Regions from separate parts of the Mus musculus genome. Here region 1 is linked to region 2. The links are chromatin contacts, called in public HiChIP or PLAC-seq maps. All regions are on one chromosome and are shown on one strand. Each heading gives the region's core, a stretch centred on a gene start, on an enhancer-like site or on the middle of the called end of the contact. The rest is flanking DNA. Distances are from core to core; before and after follow the strand shown.

The links. HiChIP or PLAC-seq counts read pairs in DNA pulled down with a chosen protein or histone mark.
Region 1: a contact with region 2 is called in an H3K27ac HiChIP or PLAC-seq map of embryonic stem cells, with 7 read pairs. The contact joins two enhancer-like sites. A contact is called at or near these places in 3 of 39 promoter capture datasets (3T3-L1-derived adipocytes, liver and macrophages), 2 of 484 Hi-C or Micro-C datasets (both in liver), 4 of 115 datasets of contacts at active chromatin or transcription factors (the SCID.adh cell line, embryonic stem cells and epiblast stem cells) and 3 of 9 other capture datasets (adipose tissue, liver and pancreatic islet).

What each region holds. Positions count from the first base shown.
Region 1 is chr14:34,233,093-34,236,856 of GRCm38.p6, forward strand. No RefSeq gene overlaps it. Among named protein-coding and RNA genes, the nearest start is that of Syt15, 15 kb to the left of the region's middle. Within about 2 kb of position 1,744, at least 45 of the 459 cell types and tissues checked have an H3K27ac peak or open chromatin away from gene starts, as enhancers often do. A contact at or near this core is called in embryonic stem cells, where this site is marked.
Region 2 is chr14:34,321,887-34,325,659 of GRCm38.p6, forward strand. It overlaps Glud1 (glutamate dehydrogenase 1), which reads left to right. Exons shown (of 13, transcript NM_008133.4): 4 at 3,627-3,690. Among named protein-coding and RNA genes, the nearest start is that of Glud1, 13 kb to the left of the region's middle. Within about 2 kb of position 1,950, at least 6 of the 459 cell types and tissues checked have an H3K27ac peak or open chromatin away from gene starts, as enhancers often do. A contact at or near this core is called in embryonic stem cells, where this site is marked.

The DNA.
Region 1 (3,764 bases), core at 494-2,993, 89 kb before region 2:
CGCCTGTCGAGATGGAGGCAGAAGCATAGGAGAGCATGTTTTTTGTCTTCTGCTTGTATGGTGCCCCTAGATATCCCTGGGCCAAAGCAAGCCATATGGCCAAGCTGAAAATCCAGGGTCAGAGAAGTAGACGTGCCTTTTTGGCAAAGCTACACAACAGTGGGCACAGCTCCAGGGAGGGGTGAAGAATTTGAGGGGCGATGTGAGGCAGCCCCAGGGGCCTGTGCTCTCCTGAAGGAGCATCTCTGGGGGAGAGCACTTCCTGAAGCTGCCTACTGGCCTTGGTGTCATGGCTGCCAATTTGGCATCCCATAATGATGTGTTGTAATTTGTGCAGTCATTTGTCAATTATGCTTTTCTTACTTTTCTGTGTGGAATGTCTGCCCAAATTACTTCAAGAGCCATGAGCAGCCTGTGCTCATCACTGTCAGAGGATAATTAGCAGAGGAAGGGAGATTATTTTTCACTTTCTTGCTACTTTCTGGTCTCCCTTGAGCACTTCACAATTGGAATTTACCCAGAATTCTGTTCATAAGAGTTGGAAAAACTGGGTTGGCAAAATGGCTCAGCGGGTAAGAGCCCTGACTGCTCTTCCGAACGTCCTGAGTTCAATTCCTGGCAACTATATGGTGGCTCACAACCACCCATAATGAGATCTGACACCCTCTTCTGGTGTGTCTGAAGACAGCTACAGTGTACTTAATTATAATAATAAATTAATTTTAAAAAGAGTTGGAGGAATAAATTTTCAAAACTGACTTCCTTTTCCAGACAAAGGCAATCCCCTGCTGTAAGGGATTTGAATGGTGTTGCTGCAACAAACACTGTAGCAAACCAAGGTCGGTCATGGAGTGGTGGGGAGACCTCACTAAAGGGAGGTCCTGGAAGTTCTGCAGCTCGAGGTTCCTGCCCCTCAGGAGATCTTCCTCCTTGCCACATTCAGGCTCCGGCTGGGGTGACCAAGCACCTGAGAAAGGGGTGTGGTGGGGGGAGGTGGGGGAGGGGAAGGATGGACAGAAGCACAAGACGGAGCAATAGGACCCAGGCAGTGAGTTAGCTATAGCTGAATGCTGGAAGTGTGGACAGTCTACCTGTGGAACCAGACACTACTAGAGGAATTCTACTTAATTTACTTACTGCTCATGGTGATCAAAGCAGTCACAATACTGAGAAAAGAGGAAAGGGAAGGGGAGAGGAGAGGAGGGGAGGGGAGGGAAGGGGAGGGGAGGGAAGGGGAGGGGAGGGAAGGGGAGGGGAGGGAAGGGGAGGGGAGGGGAGGGGAGGGAAAGAAGTCATGGCACTTGTTCTAAGTTTTTAATCCAAGGAGCAGGGAGAAGCTAGCAACCTGATAAGAGAGTCTGAAGAGTTAATTAGAAAAATATAATGAAATAATTCACTGATTAGATTCCATAAGCTCAGCTCCTTCAACATAATTGACAAATCTCTTAATTGAGTTTAGCATGCAATTTTAAAACCAGACTGTAATACTTGACCATTATACTCCACTAATACTTTCTATGGAAGGAATGGTTTGCCTGAATCACTGTTTGCTTTAAGGAATTGTGCTTCACTGCGGAAAGGAGGAAGGAACAATCTCTTGGGAATTGAATAAGGTTTTGTACATCAGCGGGATAAGGCAGCACCCGAGCCCAGGAGAGATCCCTCCCATTAGCAGAGCAGGAAGGAGGACACGCTGCCTCCCAGTCCCCCGCAGCAAGAGAGCAGCTCTGGAGCTGGAATCAGACTCCAGGGGTCCGAGATGCTGTCGGTATTCCCTCTCATCAGAGCGCAGAACTGTGGTACTTTGCAGTCAGGGTGCGTGGAAAATAAAATCTTCCCTTCTTCCTCCTTAAACTTCTCCATCCCTCCCATGTTTCTGTGTAAATTAACCATTTGTCAGTAATGAGGAGGAGTGAAATCAGGCAAATAACCACCTTGGCTCTCTCGGTTTGAGCTTGCATTAGTTTGCTGACTGACAATCTTTCAGGCAGGAGTGAGCGAGCAAAGGTGGTCTGCCAAGGGACCCAGCCTAGCGCACTGTGTCCAGGGCAGGAGGGAGTAGACACGTGACTCAGAGGTGTGGCTTCCAGCTCAACCTAGGATAGCAGCCCGGCCTTCTGTGGTATGTCTCCACTGCCCTCTAGTGTTTAGCATCATGGTGGCCACGCTATGGCCACTCACTAGAATGGCTGTTACCTCAGAGCAAGTGGGGAAGGTTAGATCTAGAGCCAGCAGGCCACAAAAGCCAATATCCGGGGTGGCCCTTCCCAAGCACCACCTCTTCCTCTCTGATTGCTACACCTGATCAAGCACTATATAATCTATAGGCGCATACCATCTAAATATCTGTGATGTACAATGTACAGCATTACACATTAGCTAAGGAATGAGAAAAGGTGTATGCTAGTTTGTTTGCCCTCTTCATACTGTCCTTTGAGCATGACTCTTCTTGTGTGTCAGGGCTACACACCCTCCTGTGAATGGCATGGTGCTGTCTGTTATCCATTTACTGCTTGTGGACTCTGTAGTTTGGAGCTGTTACCTGGTGTGTAAGGATTCCTCTTTCCCTACATTCTCACCAATATTTGCAGTTTGTCTCCTTTGGTTGGGATGGAGGACTTTGAGTATAGTTTTTATTTGCCTGTCCCTGAGGGCTAGAGATGTTGGATATTTTCTTCATAGACTTAGAAACTACTTGGATGTCCTGGAACTCTAGACCAGGCTGGCCTCGAACTCACAGAGATCCTCCTGCCTCTGCCTTCTGAGTACTGAGATTAAAGGCAAGGGCCACCCCCACCCCCAGCTCACTTGTACTCCTTTTGAGAACTGCTTGTCATTTGTTGATTTTGTTTGTTGTTCTCTGTTCTAGATAGTAAAACACAGCTGACGGTTTCTCTCCTGACCTGTATGCTGTCTCTTTTCTCTGTGCTTCGCAGAAGTTTTAAAGTTATCTGCAGTTCCATTTGCCAGTTCTTGATCTTATTTCCTGAGCTACTGGAGTCCTTTCCATGAGGCTCTGCCTTCTACAGCCACACCAGTCCGAAGGTGCCAGGAAGTCCTTGCTTGTGTCTCTATCTTAGAAGTATTTTCCTTGTGTTTTCTGGTAGTAGTGTCAAAGTTTCAGATCTTAGAAGTATTGATCCATTTTGAATGCCTTCTGTAGTGGATGAGAGAATTCTCACGTGGTTTTCCCAGGACCACTTGTTGACACGAATGCCACACACACTGGTGTATGGCCTGGCACTGCTCCATCATACCTGCCAGGGGTGAGTTCTGCACCCTCTATTTCATTCCCTTCATCCACACGTCTGTCTGTTATTGTCATTGTGGCTCTGTGAAAGTGTCTGAAATCAGACGCTGTGCTCTCTGTCCTCAGGGGAGGCTCTGCTCAAGGGTGCTTTTGTTCCACAGGAATTTGAGGATTGTTTTTTCTATTTCTGAGAAGAAACTCACTGGGATTGTGCTAAGAACTACATTGAATATTGTAGCTTGCTTTCAGGGCTACAGCCATTTTCATGATACTAATTCAGTCAATTAACTTAAATATCATGGCAGGAGTCCCAGTACTCTAAATAGAAGCATTTGTGCCCCTCCCTTTGGCTATACTGAGACAATCGGTGCCAAGGAATTGGAATCTCTCCTGAAGTCTCCTGCTAAAGATGAAAAGGTGGTACCCTAGTCTAAGAGGAAGCTTGTCTCCCAGAAGGAAACTCCACACAGTGCTGACAACTTACAGGACAGACCAGGGGCCAAGAGCCCCACAG
Region 2 (3,773 bases), core at 700-3,199:
TAATGGTGCCATTGCTTTCCTGGAGGAATTGGAAAACAGCTAATGGTTGACTCAGCTGTAAATTTCCTAATGTATCTTGCCACACTTGCTTGCTGTTGATGGCTGTGCTTCTCATGTTAATAGACATTTACATCTGCCACAGACAATCTGGGTCCCTGGTCTGTGAAGAACGGGATTTCTTAGGCAGATGGACAAAGATTCCGGATGAAAATGACAGACAGATACACGAAAGATGTGTTGAATCTGAATGTAATGTTCTGGTTGAGCTTCAGACTTATATTACAACGAATTATCAGAGGATACAAATCACAAAAAGACAAGATACACTGAAATTCACCAGTTACAGCAGAAAGGAATTTACAGGGACTAATTAAATGTTTACATTAGGGATAACAAGCCCTGCCTTTGGATCAGCCTAATGCCAGGCAAGAATTTCACACTTTAAGGTTAAAAGCATCAGGGGGTTGTTAACTCTTGACAGGCCTTAAGAGTAATGTGCTATCACAGAGCTCTAAATTCTTAGGTCTAATAAAACTTATCTTGTCTGGAGAGTTTCCCCTTATCAGGGTAGTATATCAACTTATACTTGACATGGAAGTAGCCTGTAGTAAAAGATTTCTATCTCAGTGAGACTTTTAGTCTCTATCTGTAAACAGCTGAGTAAAATGGCAAGTGCTTAATTGTTTACTAAATGGGTTAAGCTCCTTGCTGCTATCTGGAATCTAAGAACACTGGGAAAAGGCTTTAGCTATGTTAGAATACAATCTTAAAAGGCATTTACTATAAGGTGATGCTTAATAGAGTGCACGTGAATCTATACACTAGATTAATGTGGTGGAAATTTGAATATAATGGGTTAGGGTAAGAGATGCCATAACTCTGGGAGGAAAATTTCCCTGGACTCTTATCCTCGTAAAACAGCTTCCAGGCTTTTCGCCTGACAAACCGATCCAAACTGGAGAGTTGGCTTTCGCCAGAATATCCAGGAGGAGAGTCCTAGAAATTCATTTCTCATGAGCAGCTTTTTGGCATTTCTGCCTCACAAGCTGACTCCACCAGAGTCCGTGACATACATCTAAATTTTTTAATTTTTAAAAGTTTTGATCTTAAGTTTTGTGCCCAGCATGATGGCACACACTTTTAATCCAAGCACTCAGGTGGCAGAGGCAGGCAGATCTCTGAGTTCAAGGATAGCTTGATCTACATAGTAAGTTCCAGAATAGCTAGGGCTACCAGAGAAGTCCTGTCTTGGAAAACTAAAAATTAAAACATGAATAAGATTTTGATCTTAAGTTTTAATACCAAGGTTTTATTCTAGCAACAAACAACTTATCTAGTAAAAATCATGTTTATTCTGTTAGTTCCAAGTTAGTTAAAACTGGTTGCTACAGTAGTTAGTTGTGTGGTTTCATTCTCTGAAATTCACCATTTGATGACTCCTTGAACACACTGTCACCCATACTTGGGTGTCTTGTTTATCTCTGTAACCCTTTCAAGAAGCCCACACCCACGCACTTGGATATATATGTCTTCTCTTTTTTAACTGCTGCTCTCTTAACCCTTATGCCTATATTAAGCATCTGTGTTAAACCCCAACTCTGTCTCCCTTTTTGCATGTGATCTTGTTTTGTTTTTGAGATAGGGATTCACGACCTAACCCAGATTGACCTCATTCTCAGCTGTCCTCCTGAGACTTAGGGTTACAGGCACAGCCGCCACACCCATGTTAAAACTTTACATTTAAATGAAAGTATAGGATGACCCATGGAGTCTGCCCTAGGGTTTTACTGCTATGAAGAGACACCTTGACCCCAGCAGCTTTTATAAAGGAAGACATTTAATTGGGCTAGCTAACAGTTTCAGTGGTTTAGTCCATTGTCAACATGGCAGGAAGCATGGCAGCATGCAGGCAGACATGGTGCTGCAGAAGAAGCTGAGGTCTACATCCTGATTCACAGTCAGCAAGAGACTGCCACACTAGGCCCAGCTTGAGCATAGAAAACTTCAAACCCCGCCTCCACAGTGACACACTTCCTCCAACAAGGCCACACCTCCGTAATAGTGCCATTCCCTATGGGCCAAGCATTCAAACACATGAGTCTATAGGGGCCATCCCTATTGAAACCACCTCAGGATCCATATAGTTATAACTGTTTTGTGTGAGTGTATGAGAGAGAACGACAGAAACCGAAAAGAGGGGGGATTGAGGATGTTATTACTTTGAAGCCCTGGCTGACCTGGTACTTGTGTGTGTGTGTGTGTGTGTGTGTGTGTGTGTGTGTACTCACCCTAGGATGGCTTCTTTTACCTCCTAGGTACTGGGATTGCAGGACGCACTGTCATGTTCTGCATTATGCACACACACATACACATTTTAGACAAAGTTTCCCTTTATAGCCTATACCTATATAGCCTTATTTGTTTCCACATTCTTTTGCCTCGGTATTCCCAGTGATGGAGTTACAAACACCACGTCTGGCAGGTGTAGGTGGATCTCTAAGTTCATAGCCAGTCTAGACTAGATAGCAAGTTCAAGGCCAGCCAGTAAGACTCCCTCAGTCATGCCTTCTCTGAACCAAGACTCTAGTCCTCACATGCTAGGCAGATGCTCTCCCGTTGAGCTGTATCTCCCCAACCCTCTCTTTACTTTTTATACTGAGACAGGGCTTCACGGGGTTGCCTTGAATTCTCTGTAGTCCAAGCAGGCCTTTTGAAATCTTTTTTATTTTATTATTTTTTTTAACCAGGCAGTGGTGGTACATGCCTTTAATCCCAGGATTTAGGAAGCTGAGGTAGGCAGATCTCTGAGTTCCAGGACAGTCAGGACTAGAAAGAGAAACTCTGTCTCAAAAAACAAACAAAGAAAAGAAAGGAAGAAAAATCATTTTTCTGAGATACATAGTGAATTCCAGGTCTGCCTAGTCTGCTACATAGTAAAACCATGGCTCAAAAAAGTAACTAGACAGGGCCTAGCAAACACAGAAGTGGATGCTCACAGTCAGCTATTGGATGGATCACAGGGCCCCCAATGGAGGAGCTAGAGAAAGTACCCAAGGAGCTAAAGGGATCTGCAACCCTATAGGTGGAACAACATTATGAACTAACCAGTACCCCGGAGCTCTTGACTCTAGCTGTATATGTATCAAAAGATGGCTTAGTCGGCCATCACTGGAAAGAGAGGCCCATTGGACTTGCAAACTTTATATGCCCCAGTACAGGGGAATGCCAGGGCCAAAAAGTGGGAGTGGGTGGGTAGGGGAGTTGGGGGGAGGGTATGGGGGACTTTTGGGAAAGCATTGGAAATGTAAATGAGGAAAATACCTAAGAAAAAAGAAAAAAAAAAGTAACTAAAAGTGCCTGCTCCACAAGTGGTACTGGGAGTGTCTTTCCAGCCGGGGAGGTGAGGGAAGGGGGTGGCGCAGGCCTTTAATCCCAGCACTTGGGAGGCAGAGGCAGGCGGATTTCTGAGTTCCAGGCTAGCCTGGTCTACAGAGTGAGTTCCAGGACAGCCAGGGCTATACAGAGAAACCCTGTCTCAAAAAGCAAACAAACAAAAAATCCTCTTTCCATTTGATCTTTATATCAAAAATGTGTTTCTCTGTGTGTTTGTTTGTTTCTCTCTGTAGGATAATGAATTAGAAAAAATTACACGGAGGTTCACTATGGAGCTGGCCAAGAAGGGTTTTATTGGTATGTATTGCCCTATGTATTTCTGTATAGAGTGAAACACCTACTAAGTAATGATCTTGAAGAAACTCCTGCTTTTATAAACC